Linked DNA regions of Macaca mulatta: region 2 is linked to region 1. A link is a contact called in public Hi-C data. All regions are on one chromosome and are shown on one strand. Each heading gives the region's core, a stretch centred on a gene start, on an enhancer-like site or on the middle of the called end of the contact. The rest is flanking DNA. Distances are from core to core; before and after follow the strand shown. Region 1 holds the start of YPEL4 (yippee like 4). Region 2 holds the start of RTN4RL2 (reticulon 4 receptor like 2).

Region 1 (5,965 bases), core at 124-2,623:
TACAAGTGTATATATGCACAAACATGTTCCTAACAAAAGGAGGAGGCAATACTCATGACAATTACAGTCTTCATTTCTGCAACTGGTCACGTGGTCATAGCTTGTATTGATGACTACTTTCTTTGACTACCCATTCTGTATTCCGTTTGCCTTCAGCTAGCACCTCAGCAGATTATGTTTTTTTAACCTGGTGGAGTGACCCAAACCTTGATTCCTGAAGGGTCTGGGCTGTTTGTAATCCTGCCTGGATTGGGCTGTTGTAGTTTCCCATTGACCTTAATCACAGGGCATGGTAATATTAAGAGACACCCTATGGGATCTCCTGTATTCCATGCATACTTCCTTACCTCCATTGTGGAGCAGTAGACTGATTTCATCTTGATAGTCTGGGTCAGTCACCCCAGCCAACACTGTAACTCCCTTCTTAGCTAGTTGACTTAAAGGTAAGAAGAACCCAAAGTGGACAGGTGGCAATCTTAAATTCCAGTTTAATGGAATCATTGTTGTGTCTCTTGGTGGCCACGTTCCTCCCTCTGGAACTAAGACCTCTAGGCCAGCAGAACATAATGCCGCGGAAACAATTGCTATTTTGGAAACATCTAAATGCATGGGTCTGTACTAGGCATTGCGGTCCTGGGATGTAGAGAGGAATTTCCCAGAAGGCCTGTCTCAGGAAGTTTACAGCCCAATAGAAAATTTCATATAATGTAGGTGTCTCCATTCATGAAGCACACATAATTTGGAGGTAGCTGTTAAGAGGTTTCTGCATGCAAAATGTCATATTGGGTCTATGACTCCTTCAGGAGTATTAAACTGAGGCTTTAAGGCTTGGTACAAGTTTTGGGGCACGGTTTGCCATCCATGACAATTAGTACATCTGTCTTTTCCCTGCTTCAGGGCTGGTGTCCAAGCTGAAATGGGAAAGTGTATCATCTTAAATGTGTGTGTGCTGCCTCACTCTGCATCCATATCTTCCTTCACCAGCCTTGCCACCTCCTTTCCTCTAGCCCTGCCACCCTCACTGCATCTTTGCCCAGCCCTGTCTTCCCCCAGGTTCTTCCTATCTCCTTGGCCACACTGCCTTCCTCCTTAACAACTTGCCTCTCCCCTTGCCCACCATCGCCACCTCGTCCCTCGGCCCCCACTCCTCTAGCCCCATCCTTTGATGCCTGCCCCCTCCCTTCCTTCCGACCCGCCTCCTGTGTCTCCCAGCCCTGCTCTGACGTGGGAGGTGAGGGGGGGTGGGGGGATGGATGACTCACAGTGTTATGATGCAGTTCCACAACACACAGCCACATTCACCCACAGACCGAGGTACAGAACGAGAGACAACCTCTGCCCCCCCAGCAGCTGGCCAGCTTTGCAGCCCCAGTCTTGAGTCCCCAACTACCCTCCCCCCACCCACCCCCATCCCCTTCCCAATTGAAGGAGCGGAAAGAGAAGAGAGAAGAGTGAGCAGAGAGATTGAGAGATTGAGAGAGAGAGAGAGAGATAGACGGAGATCTCTGGAGCAGACCTCAAGGTGAGGGGGCAGCCCTTCTCCAAATGAATTTTTTTTCTCTTTGCAAATTTCCTCCTCCTGCTGCGTGTTGCTTTCTCCCCTTCGCAAAAACATTATTCATCCACCCTTTGTCCTCCCTTCCCCCTCCCTGCTGCCTCCGCTCCTCTCTCTCGGTTCTTCCATCCCTCTCCAAGCTCTGACGATTCCCGCACTTATTTCCCGGCAACTTTGGCTGTAGCATCAGGCATTACTGTTTATTGTTTTGCTGCTGGTGCAGACCCCCAAAGCCTGCCCTGGGAGCTGGCAGTGCTGCTAATTATTTGGACCATACCATACTGAGAATACCAGCCCGGGGGATGCCAAAACCTCAGAGCAGATGAGAAAATCCATTGTGAGCAGGTGTCCCCCTCCCTTTCTTTCCCCCCTAAGAAGCACGAGATTCGCACCTGGTTCCTCCAGCCTCTGCCTCGGCGCCTCTGTTGTCAGCTGTCAGTTGCCCCCGCCAGCCCTCCCTCTCCCCTTCCTCCCACGGTCCAGCCCCATCTCACTTCAGGGGAACATCTCTCCCCAGCACTCGGCTTGCCTTTGTTTTTTCTCCAGTCATTTGCCCAACTTGCTTCTCCCTGTGATCCGAGATGGGTGAAAAAATGACCCCTACTCCCCTTTCTGTGATTCTCTGGCCTTCCTTGCAGCCTCTCCTTGGCTTGACTGGGAATTAGGGGAGAGGGAGGGAGGCGTGACGGCTGGAGGCTGGAGAAGGAGCCCAAGATTGGGGACCCAAGCTGCCCCGTTCCCCATGCCCCTTGAAGGTGTTTCAAGGTAGTGCATGTCAGAGGGGAACTCGCAGGCAAAGTTGAAGGCAGACCTGTGAAGCAGAGACTGAAAGGTGGTCTCTTGGCAAGGAGGGCCCATTTCCTGCAGCCGGAGCCCAATGTCACCCTGAACTCAGCCCAAGGTGTTTTCCTGGGGCCCAGCCAGGAGGAGAGGACCTGAAACTGAAGATAGTCTCTATGGAGGTTTTGTGGAGAGACTGCCTGGCGGCCTTCAGAGAGTGGAACGGCTGGGTGCTTGTGGCCACTGCGGACGACAGGACGAGGACAGTCTGTATGCCCTGGCTAACCGCAGCCAACACTGCCTCGCCTCTGCTTAGTGCTCTAGCATTGCCAGAGTGCCCAGCTGGCATCTCTGAACCAGACTTAGGCTAACCACCCACAGCGGGCTGGGAGCTCTATGAAGCAGAAAGCAGCAGCTCACCTGCTTATCGGAGCCCACAGGGGCCACCTCCCTTCTTATCCTCTCCTCCAGCACCTTCAGCCACTCGGAAGCTGGCGCGTGGGCAGAAGGCAATCTTCCTCTATTCCTAATCAGAACCCAGCAATTACTTCATCTTCAGTCACCCACAGTCACTGCTGTTTGTCCCTGCCCCCTGGGAGAAGGTAGAAACATTTTCTGCCTTGTGCCCCAAAGCACAGCTGTTAAAAATGAGTCCTCCTTCTGCTGTTCGTTGTGGCCGTTGCTCTCACCCTACCACACAGCCCTGCCCAGCCCAGGAATCAGGCTCCTCTGACACGCTACCCATTTCCCATTGGCTCCAGCTGTCAGATTGCCTGAAGAAAATGTATTTTCTGCCTAAGTCTTTAACCAAGGGCTAAGGCAACAGTTAGTAAAGAATAGGAAAGAGAAAGACCAAGGGGCCCAGAGGCTGGGAAGACAGGCAGGTGCTTATTCTGGGCCAGAATGAGTGAACCAAGGTGCGGGAATGGGCGGCCACATGTGAGGGCTTCCGTACTGCTGGAAACAACTATAAAGTTCTAGTGAAGAGCGCAGGACCCTGACCTCAGGAGAGAACTGAATCAGGGTTTGTAAACCTGCCTGCATGCTCCTCCTCCCCTCACCTTACACCTCCCCCGCCAAAATGTATAAAGGATCAATTGTATTGCAAACAAAGGCCATGTAAAAGAAAGACCTTCAGGCATCCCCAACTCTTAAAAGACTCTGATCCCCGGAGACACAGTGCCTACCAATGCCTGTGCGATGCAGAGCCTCACGAAGAACTGAAAACCAAGGAGAGGGCACTTGCAGATGACGTTGCTCCCATGGCAGCGTCTGTGCTCGTGGGCTTCTCTCTGTGGAAAATGGTGGAGGCTGCTTCTGCCCCAGGAGGGAGAAACACCGACTCCCTGGCTTTGGCGCCAGAAAGGATCGGCTGCCAGGTTTGCCAGAGCAGGATGGGGATCCAGGGGACAGGGCAACAATGCAACTGGATGCCGAGGGGGGATCGATGGTGATGGGGGAAGTAGAGGTATGGGTGAGCTGAGCCCCTTTTCCTCCATTCCCTCAGGAGGGGCCCTCCTGAGGTCACGGCTCCCCTGATGTCCTTTCCCCTCTTCCCAGGTGACTTCTATTTCTATCTGGTTCTCGTCTGGGGGGGCCCTCGCCGGGCAGCCCCCCAACACTTCTCCTGCCCTGAAACACGGCTCTAGCCAACCTGCTCCGCTGCTTCACCTGCGACCGTCTCTGCGGGGGCTGCACGGCGCCAGCCCCTCCAGCCCGCCAGGGCATTGTCCTCCAGCCCGTCATGCCCAGCTGTGACCCCGGTCCAGGCCCTGCCTGCCTCCCCACCAAGACTTTCCGCAGCTACCTGCCCCGCTGCCACCGCACTTACAGCTGTGTCCACTGCCGTGCACACCTGGCCAAACACGATGAGCTTATTTCCAAGGTATGTGAAGCGGGACCTGCCATTCCCCTCTTCTCGTGCACCAGGCTAGCCTGAACATCACCCAGGGGTGAGGCAGCGAAGCTCTTCCTCTCTCCCACACACCCCTGCGGGGATTCAGGCAGTGGGGCTGAGGGCTGCTTGGTAGTCACTGTCTGTCCTATGTCTCCACAGTCCTTCCAAGGGAGCCATGGCCGAGCCTACCTGTTTAACTCCGTGTGAGTCTACCTCTTTCCTTGTGCGTGTGCTTGTGCTTATGTGTGAGTGAGTCATTTCCCTGTGGAGAAAGGGGGGAATCCATAAGGTGATCTTGTGCCTTCAGTCTTTGCCTCCCCTTTTGCAAAGGGGTTCTCAGTCTGAAGTTCTCACATGGGGAGCCCAGGGAGAATTGAAATCATAACGTTGGAAAAAGAAGGCCCAGGCTCTAGTCTTAAAGGGGTGAATTATTAAAGGCAGGGGCTGTCCAGTTCTCTCCAGTTGGAAGTTCCCTTGGGCTGTCTGGGGACTGGACTGACAGTGCAATCCCACTGGGTGCTGGGTCCTTCCTGTTTCCTGAGACAGGGTCAACGTGGGTTGCGGGCCAGCTGAACAGCGCCTCTTGCTCACGGGGCTCCACTCGGTAGCTGATATTTTCTGTGAGAGCTGCAAAACCACACTGGGCTGGAAATATGTAAGTACCTGAGGAAGAGGGTCACCCTCTAAAGTGGAAGTCCCCACAGCCCTTCAAGCCCCAGTGACCACATCAGGTCCTTGCATGGTCCAAAGAGGAAAGAAAGAACTAGTTACTGGGTTGGGCTAGGTGGATGAGTCTCGGGGTGGGGGCCGTACAGGTGGCAATGGGGCCTGGAAGGAAACTGCTTTGTCCTACAATCACTGCTTTCTCCTTCACCAGGAACAAGCTTTTGAGACGAGCCAGAAGTACAAGGAAGGGAAATATATCATTGAAATGTCACACATGGTGAAGGACAACGGCTGGGACTGAGGGGCTCAGGCAGGCTGTGCCCTTCCTCCGCATGCCCCTCCCTCCCCACGGCCCTGCCAAGCAGTCTATACCAGCATGAGTACTGCCCCACCCCTGGGGGAAACCTGGCTCCAACCAACCCCTCCCCTGCCTCCACCATATCCACTACCAGGCACCCTTTGGAACAGGGGTCTGGGTGTACCCCAGGGGTGTTAAGGCTCAGGAGTGGGCAGCAGTCAGGGAGAGACAGAACTGGGGGAAAGGGATGGTTGTGGGTCCTTCTGTTCCCAAGTTCCTGAAAGTTGAGGCAATGGCAGGGCGTAGACTCAGGCAGAGAGGATTGTGGGAGGAATCCGTTTTTGCTCCACCTCTTTTTGAGTGAACAGAGGACAAACCTTGGGTCACGGGGCTAGTAGATCGTGGACCACAGAATAGCAAATGAGAAAAAGCTTGGGTTGGAGTGAAATTTTGGTCTCAGGCAGCAGAACAGACCAGAGTCTCTGAGGATGAAGTTTCCCACCCCTATTTGTAGGGAAAAGGACTCACGTGCAGGGAAAACTCAAATCCCAGGCCCTGGGAAATAGTAAAAGAATCAAAGGGGTTTCCATTTCACTCCACTTGTTAGTTTATCTTGGCACTGAAGAGGCACTTTCGAATATCTAACTTTTGCCGTTGGATGGGGTAGGGACAGCTGCACGCGGAACAGCCCCCACCGCCAGTCGGCTGCTTCCAGAACAAGCAGTCTTTATGGGCTTTCTCTGAGGCCCAGTCACTGCTCCTGGGACCC
Region 2 (5,725 bases), core at 2,034-4,533, 200 kb after region 1:
TCCCTCCCTCTCCCGCCCTCGGTCCCTGCCCTGCCCAGTGTGTGCCCTTTTCTTTCTTGCCATGTCCCTTCCCCACCCCCTGTTCTCACACCTCCTCACCACCACTCCTTCCCTCCAGGCCCAGGCCTCCTCTCTCTCCCGAGGACCACAGCTCTGCTCCTGGCCTTCATTTTGTGAATTCCCGGTGGAGACTGGGGCAAGATGCACAGAGTGTCAGAGCTGGAAAGGGGGATACCTCGGTGGCCACCTAGAGCCGACCCCTCATGTCACAGGTAACACCGCTGAGAGCTGGGGAGGGGCAGTGTCAGTTTCTGAGCACCCCAGGCCTCCTGACCAGATCTCTACAGCTTGCCCTCATTGTCTTTCTCAGAAGCCTTCATTTCATCCCTCCACTACTTCATGGACAGAGGAAAGCCCTTTGTAGCAGCCTCCCCCACCCTCTCTGCTCACCCCTCCTCTAAAGTCAGCAGGGGATGGCTAGAGCTGCAGGGGAGAGTACAGCAGGGTAGGAGGAAACCAGGAAGCACCTATTTTGTCCCAGGCACTGCATTTGTACATGTTAACTTCTTTATACATTAAACACCACACACATAACCCCCTAGAGGTCAGTATTGTGGTCCTCAATTTGCAGATGAAGGAAGGGAGCCCCAGAAACATGACACAGTGGCCTCAGGTCATGCAGCTAGTACAGGTGGAACCCAGATTGGAAAAGAGGGGCATCAAGCCCATGTCAGAGAGACTCTCTGACCTTTCTTTAAGAGGTCATCACATCCTCCGCAGAAACCACACCTGAATGTGTGAGACACTGCCCTTGAGGTAAAGACAGGAGAAAAACTGCACACAGGTGCCTAGGGCTGGGCCAGCCACAATGCTGAGTCTGTGTGACCATTTCAGGGTCAAGGCAAGAAAGGGACTCCAGCTCTCTCTGCAAATTTCATCTCCCAGGCTTCCAGTTGCAGTTGCTCTACAGTAGTAATTACATTTGAGAGTCAAGAAGAGATGACCCCTGTCCAGAAGATATGGCCAGAACTGACCAGGGGAGGGAGCCAAGAGAGGCTAGAACATGGTATTGATCCCGGAAGGCTGAAGTATCCAGAGCCAAAAGTATCCGTTCACTGAGGGACCACTGTCCAGGACTCTGGCTATTAAACCTTGGAGTACCAAGGCTCAGAAACAAAGTTCTCAGCCCACAGGCCACTCTTTGGGCTGGAGGCCCCTGTAGAAGAAGGAACTTGAGAAGGAGAAAACTAGACCCAAGGTAGGGGGCAGGATCCAGGCTACCCACCCACAGGGCAGAGTCTCTGGTGGAGAGTGGGATGCTCCCTGGAAAGGCAGCGGAGGCCTCTTGCTCTGAAAGGAGGGGTACAGGGTCCCAGACGAGAAGCAAGGGCTCCACACCCCACAGGCTGCTTCAGGGAGGGGCCAGGGCCTGCGGGCAGATGCTGAGGGGGCAGGGGCTGAGGAGGTGGGAGCTGAGGAGTGGGATGGAGGTGGTGGTGATACCAGTGACGCAGGGGCCTGGGGAGGCACTGACGCGGGTGACGGAGGTTTAGAGCTGCTGCAAACAGCTTCTCACTCTGCCAGAATGTAACACCCCAAAATAAGCAGCCACCGTGGTGGTGGCGGTGGCTGCAGAATCCAACGTCCGGGCCGGATAAATAAATGGCAGCACAGGAGCCAGCCTGGTTGCCCACCCTCAGAGGCTGCCACTCCCCTTCCAAAGTCTTCACCCTCTGTCCCTCACAGCCCCCCCCAAGGCTCTGAGCTCAGAGCACCCCCCATCTGGCCCACCAGCCACTCCCTGAGAGAAGCAATGTGGCAGGCAGGGCTTTGGGAATGGAGGGCTTCCCACGTGGAAGTGGTTACCAGAAGCCTCTTTGTCTCATCCCTGGGCAGCACCCCCCAGCCCCCAGTCCCTCTCTCCCAGCCTTTCTCTTCCTCCTCCTTGTCCCTCCTCTCCAGCCCTTCTCCCACCCATGGTTCCCGGTCCCCAACCCTCTTCCCCGGTTCCTGATGCCCCTTCTCTAGCCACCATCCCCATCCTTCTCTGGTTTCTGATCTTTCCATTCTCCTTTTCCATTCCGGTCCCCAGGGTCCCAGTCCTAATTCTCTTTCCTGCTACCTCCATCCCGGATTCTGGGTCCCCATCCCTAGTCTTCTTCCCACCCCTCCCCTGATCTGGTCTTTCCTCTCCTTCCCTCTTCCTTGGTCTTCACCTGGGTCCCACTTCCCTCCACGCTTTTCCCGTCTAACCTTTATTCCTTCTCCCCCTCCCCCGCTCCATCTCCCTCCTCCTTTCAGCTTCCCTCACCACTTTCTCCATCTTTGACTTCCCCTTCCTATCACTCTCCCCCTGACCCCTCCCCACCCCACCCCCAATCTCTGGCCCACACCCTTATCTGTCACTCAATCAGTAGAACTATCCTCTTTCTAGCGCCCTCCATCTGTCCTACCAAAGAGGGCCACTTGGATTTCCCTCTGCGCCTCCTACCTCCCCAGACAGCCCCCTACCCACACCTCCTGTCTTCCCAGGTGGCCAGAAAGTGCTGAGGCACCGGGCAGGAGGAGTTGCTGAGTCGGCGCTTCCCCAGCCGGCCCGAGTCCTCGGCGTCCCCCGGAGCAGGTGGAGCCGGGACAGTGGAACCTGAGCTTCCCTCCCCCCTCCGGGCCGGGTCCACCTGCCCCCAGCGTCCCACCTCGGTCACGAGCTCCTCGCACGCGCCCGCAGGCTCCTAGCCAAGTGCCCTCCTGCTGAGAGCAGCCCTGGCGGCGGGGGCGCGGCCCCAGCGCTGAGCTTTTCCCCTTCCCCAGGTTACCCCACATCCCCAACTGCCCCACCCTAGATCCCTGAAAGAAGGGACGCCCTGCTTCTCTCCCCAGGATGCCCTCCGCTCTCCCGCCGCCGGGGTTCTTACCTTGCAGCAGGCGCCTGAGCCCGGGCAGCATCTTGTCTCGACGCTCGGGGGAGGGGGCGGCGGGGGGAGGGCGCTCCCACTCGCTCCCTGAGCCCGCCGGATGCACGGCGGGGACCCCGCGGGGCTCCGGGAGGGCCCGGGAGTCCCCGGGCTGCGTGGCCGGGCCGCTGCGCTCTACCCTGCGCCCCCCGGGCTGCGGGCCTCGGGAGGAGCCATCGGCCCCGACGGGACGGGGCGGGGCGCGACGGGGCGGGGAGGGCTGGGGCTGGCCGTCAACGCCCAGCGCCCGCGCCCCGCTAGCTGCACTGTCAGCTCGAGAGTCCGTCAGTCCGTCGGTCCGTGCGCCCAGGCTGCTAGCCGAGGGAGAGTGGGGACAGCGAGGAAGCTCTTCCCAACCACCCCCACTCCTTCCCGCACTCGCTGGCTCCTCCCTCGCTTGCTGACTTGCCGACTTAACCCTTTCTTGACCACTAGGAGGCGGGAGCGGCTTTCTAACCCCCCTCCACCCCACCCCCCTCCCCCCGCTTAAGGGACCCGAAGGACTGTGTTCGATCGTCCTCGCGGCGCCACGCTTCTAGAGAAATCCCTTATTGGGGGAATGCGGTAGTTTAGGGGAACCCCGTGGACTTGTCCTGTTCCCCCCTCCCAAATTTCCAGGAGAAGATGAGCTTCTGGGTCACCCCCTCCCCCGCCCCCAGCCGCGTCCCTCGCGCCAGTGCCCCGGCCTCCAGCGTTTCTGTCCCCTGGGACAGCTCCAAGATTCCACTTTTCCTTCCATTCCCAGACCTCAAGCCCAGTATGCGACTATAAGAATAGCATATGCAAGAGTTTGTGCGTGCAAGATCGAGTGCATATGAGCGTGCACGTGCGCGCAAGGATGCTTGTGCAGGTGTGACTCAGGATGCTTGCACGTTACCCTTTGTACGGGCTTGGGGAAGCGGGGGGCACGTGAGTGTGCACACGGGTGAACGGCTGCGAGTCCGCCAGCGTGCATGTCTAGGCTGGTGGGAAACGTGAGGCTGTGAGAGGTTTTGCGCTTGCGATCTTGGGGATTGGTGGAGAAGAAATATGTGCCCGGTGTGTGTATGCCCCTTAGCGCATTTACGAGCGGGTGCGAGTTGGGCACGTGTGCGAGTGTGTGCGTTTTTTTGTGTATGTGTGATGCGTCCGGGAGGGGAGATCTTATCCCCCGCGGGGGTGCAGGAGAGGACCCAAAGCTGGGGAGAAGACTGTTGGTTTCGTGCGAACTTCCTCTACCCCCTTTTAAAGAGGGGCGGATTATGGTCTCACTGGAGCCCCTCTGGCCCTTCATGGCGGTATCAGCCGACCCATCACCTATGCACTTCCCTACAAAGGCTCCCAGGTCTTGACTCGGTCCAGCTCGTCCGCGGAGCCGCCCCGGCGTGGGATACGCTCGGGGCCCTCGGGGGAGCCGCTTCGGGTACGGTGGCCAGGCAGCGCCGGCGGGGTTGGGGCTGCTGGAGCCGCGGGTGCGGCCGTGCCGGACCCCTGAGCCCCCTGCGCTGCCGTTCCCGCCAGCACAGAAGCCCCTCGCCCCGCCGCCCGCGCCGCGGCTCCTCCTTTCCTATCCGTGCCAGCGTCCAACGCAGTGCCTGGCATACAGTCGGCGCTTGATAAATGTTGGTCTTATTCTTCCCATTCATTCTCTGCTCCTTCCACGGTTTCTCGTTCTTCTTGCGTTTTCATTCGATTTCTCTGGTTTTCTCCCCCGACTCTTATTCCTATTTCGTGGTCTCCGTCTCTGTTCCCTCCCTGCCTCTCTCTCTCGGGCCTTTCCTCTCTCTACTCCTCAGTTTCCCTGCCCGGTCTTCTTTCTCACTGTCTCTCCGTGTCTTCGTCTCTCTCCTCCTCCCCCTCGGGGCTCCCTGCATCTCTGTCTTTCGTCTCTGTGTGTCTCGGTGTCTCTGCCTCCCTCTCTCTCTCCCTCTCCCCCAGTTTCATTCGCAAGTTCCCGGCCCGCGGGCACCTCGGCTCTCGGGCGCCCCCTGCTGGTCCCATTTTTGGACCTTCGGGGCTCCCAGCTCCTCTCTGTGCCCCTAAATTTCCTCTCCCGCCCCTCTCGTTTTCAGATCAGGTAGAAACAGAAGGGAACATCTCTGGGGTTCCCGTCTCCCCTCACCCCGGGCTCCCCCTATCTCCGGGAGGCAGGACCCACCCCGACTAGGGCCCGCGCCTGGGGGGAGGGCCTGGAGGCGGCGGCGGGGAGGGAGTGTTGGGGGTAGCAGGGTGGGGTTTGGCGTCCTTCCCCGGAATGAGCCGCGGCACAATCTGTCGCTGGGTTTGTTTGCCGAGCTGCCTCCGGAGCGCAGTGGGGCTGGCTCCCGGGGAGCGAAATATCACAAGATGCGGAGACAGACGCTGAGGGGCGGGTGGGCGGCGGGCTGACTCAGGTGTGCTGTCATCGGTTCCCGGGGCCCGCGCTCTTCGGAGAGGGGTGGGAGGGGACCCCGGGCCCCCAGCGCAGGCGGAACCCCGAAGCTGGGAGGGGAGTTCCCCCTCCCGGGACGAGCTGCGAGGAAAGGGAAGCCCCGTCCAGGAATCCCTGGCTCCAGGCAGTCGCAGCCCCTCTGCTCATCCCCGCCCCTTATACAGGTGTCACGGTTTCCCATAATTATCTGCTGACTCATCCCCTCCACACCCAACTAGACTACCAGCTTTTTGCGGGCAGGGAACTCGTGTCATCCATTGTTGTGTTTCCAGCAGGTGCCCACTGAAGACTTTTGGATGGTTGGCTGGTCTCGTTTTACAGTAGGTGCCACAAAGCATTTGGTCTTCTCTGTAGAGAACTC

Evidence for each region. Hi-C and Micro-C count contacts between places; a contact is called where the count stands out from the background.
Region 2: a Hi-C map of fetal cortical plate shows a contact between it and region 1, with 2.6 times the contacts expected there. The contact joins the promoter of RTN4RL2 here to the promoter of YPEL4 in region 1. A contact is called at or near these places in 4 of 14 Hi-C or Micro-C datasets (cortical neurons, fetal cortex germinal zone, fetal cortical plate and 1 more).

Annotation. Positions count from the first base shown.
Region 1 is chr14:15,746,815-15,752,779 of T2T-MMU8v2.0, forward strand. It overlaps YPEL4 (yippee like 4), which reads left to right and starts at 1,374. Exons shown (of 5, transcript NM_001261807.1): 1 at 1,374-1,522; 2 at 3,896-4,220; 3 at 4,392-4,435; 4 at 4,779-4,887; 5 at 5,110-5,965. The coding sequence starts at 4,080. The coding sequence ends at 5,199.
Region 2 is chr14:15,940,764-15,946,488 of T2T-MMU8v2.0, forward strand. It overlaps RTN4RL2 (reticulon 4 receptor like 2), which reads right to left and starts at 3,284. Exons shown (of 3, transcript XM_015114160.3): 1 at 2,916-3,284. The coding sequence starts at 2,946.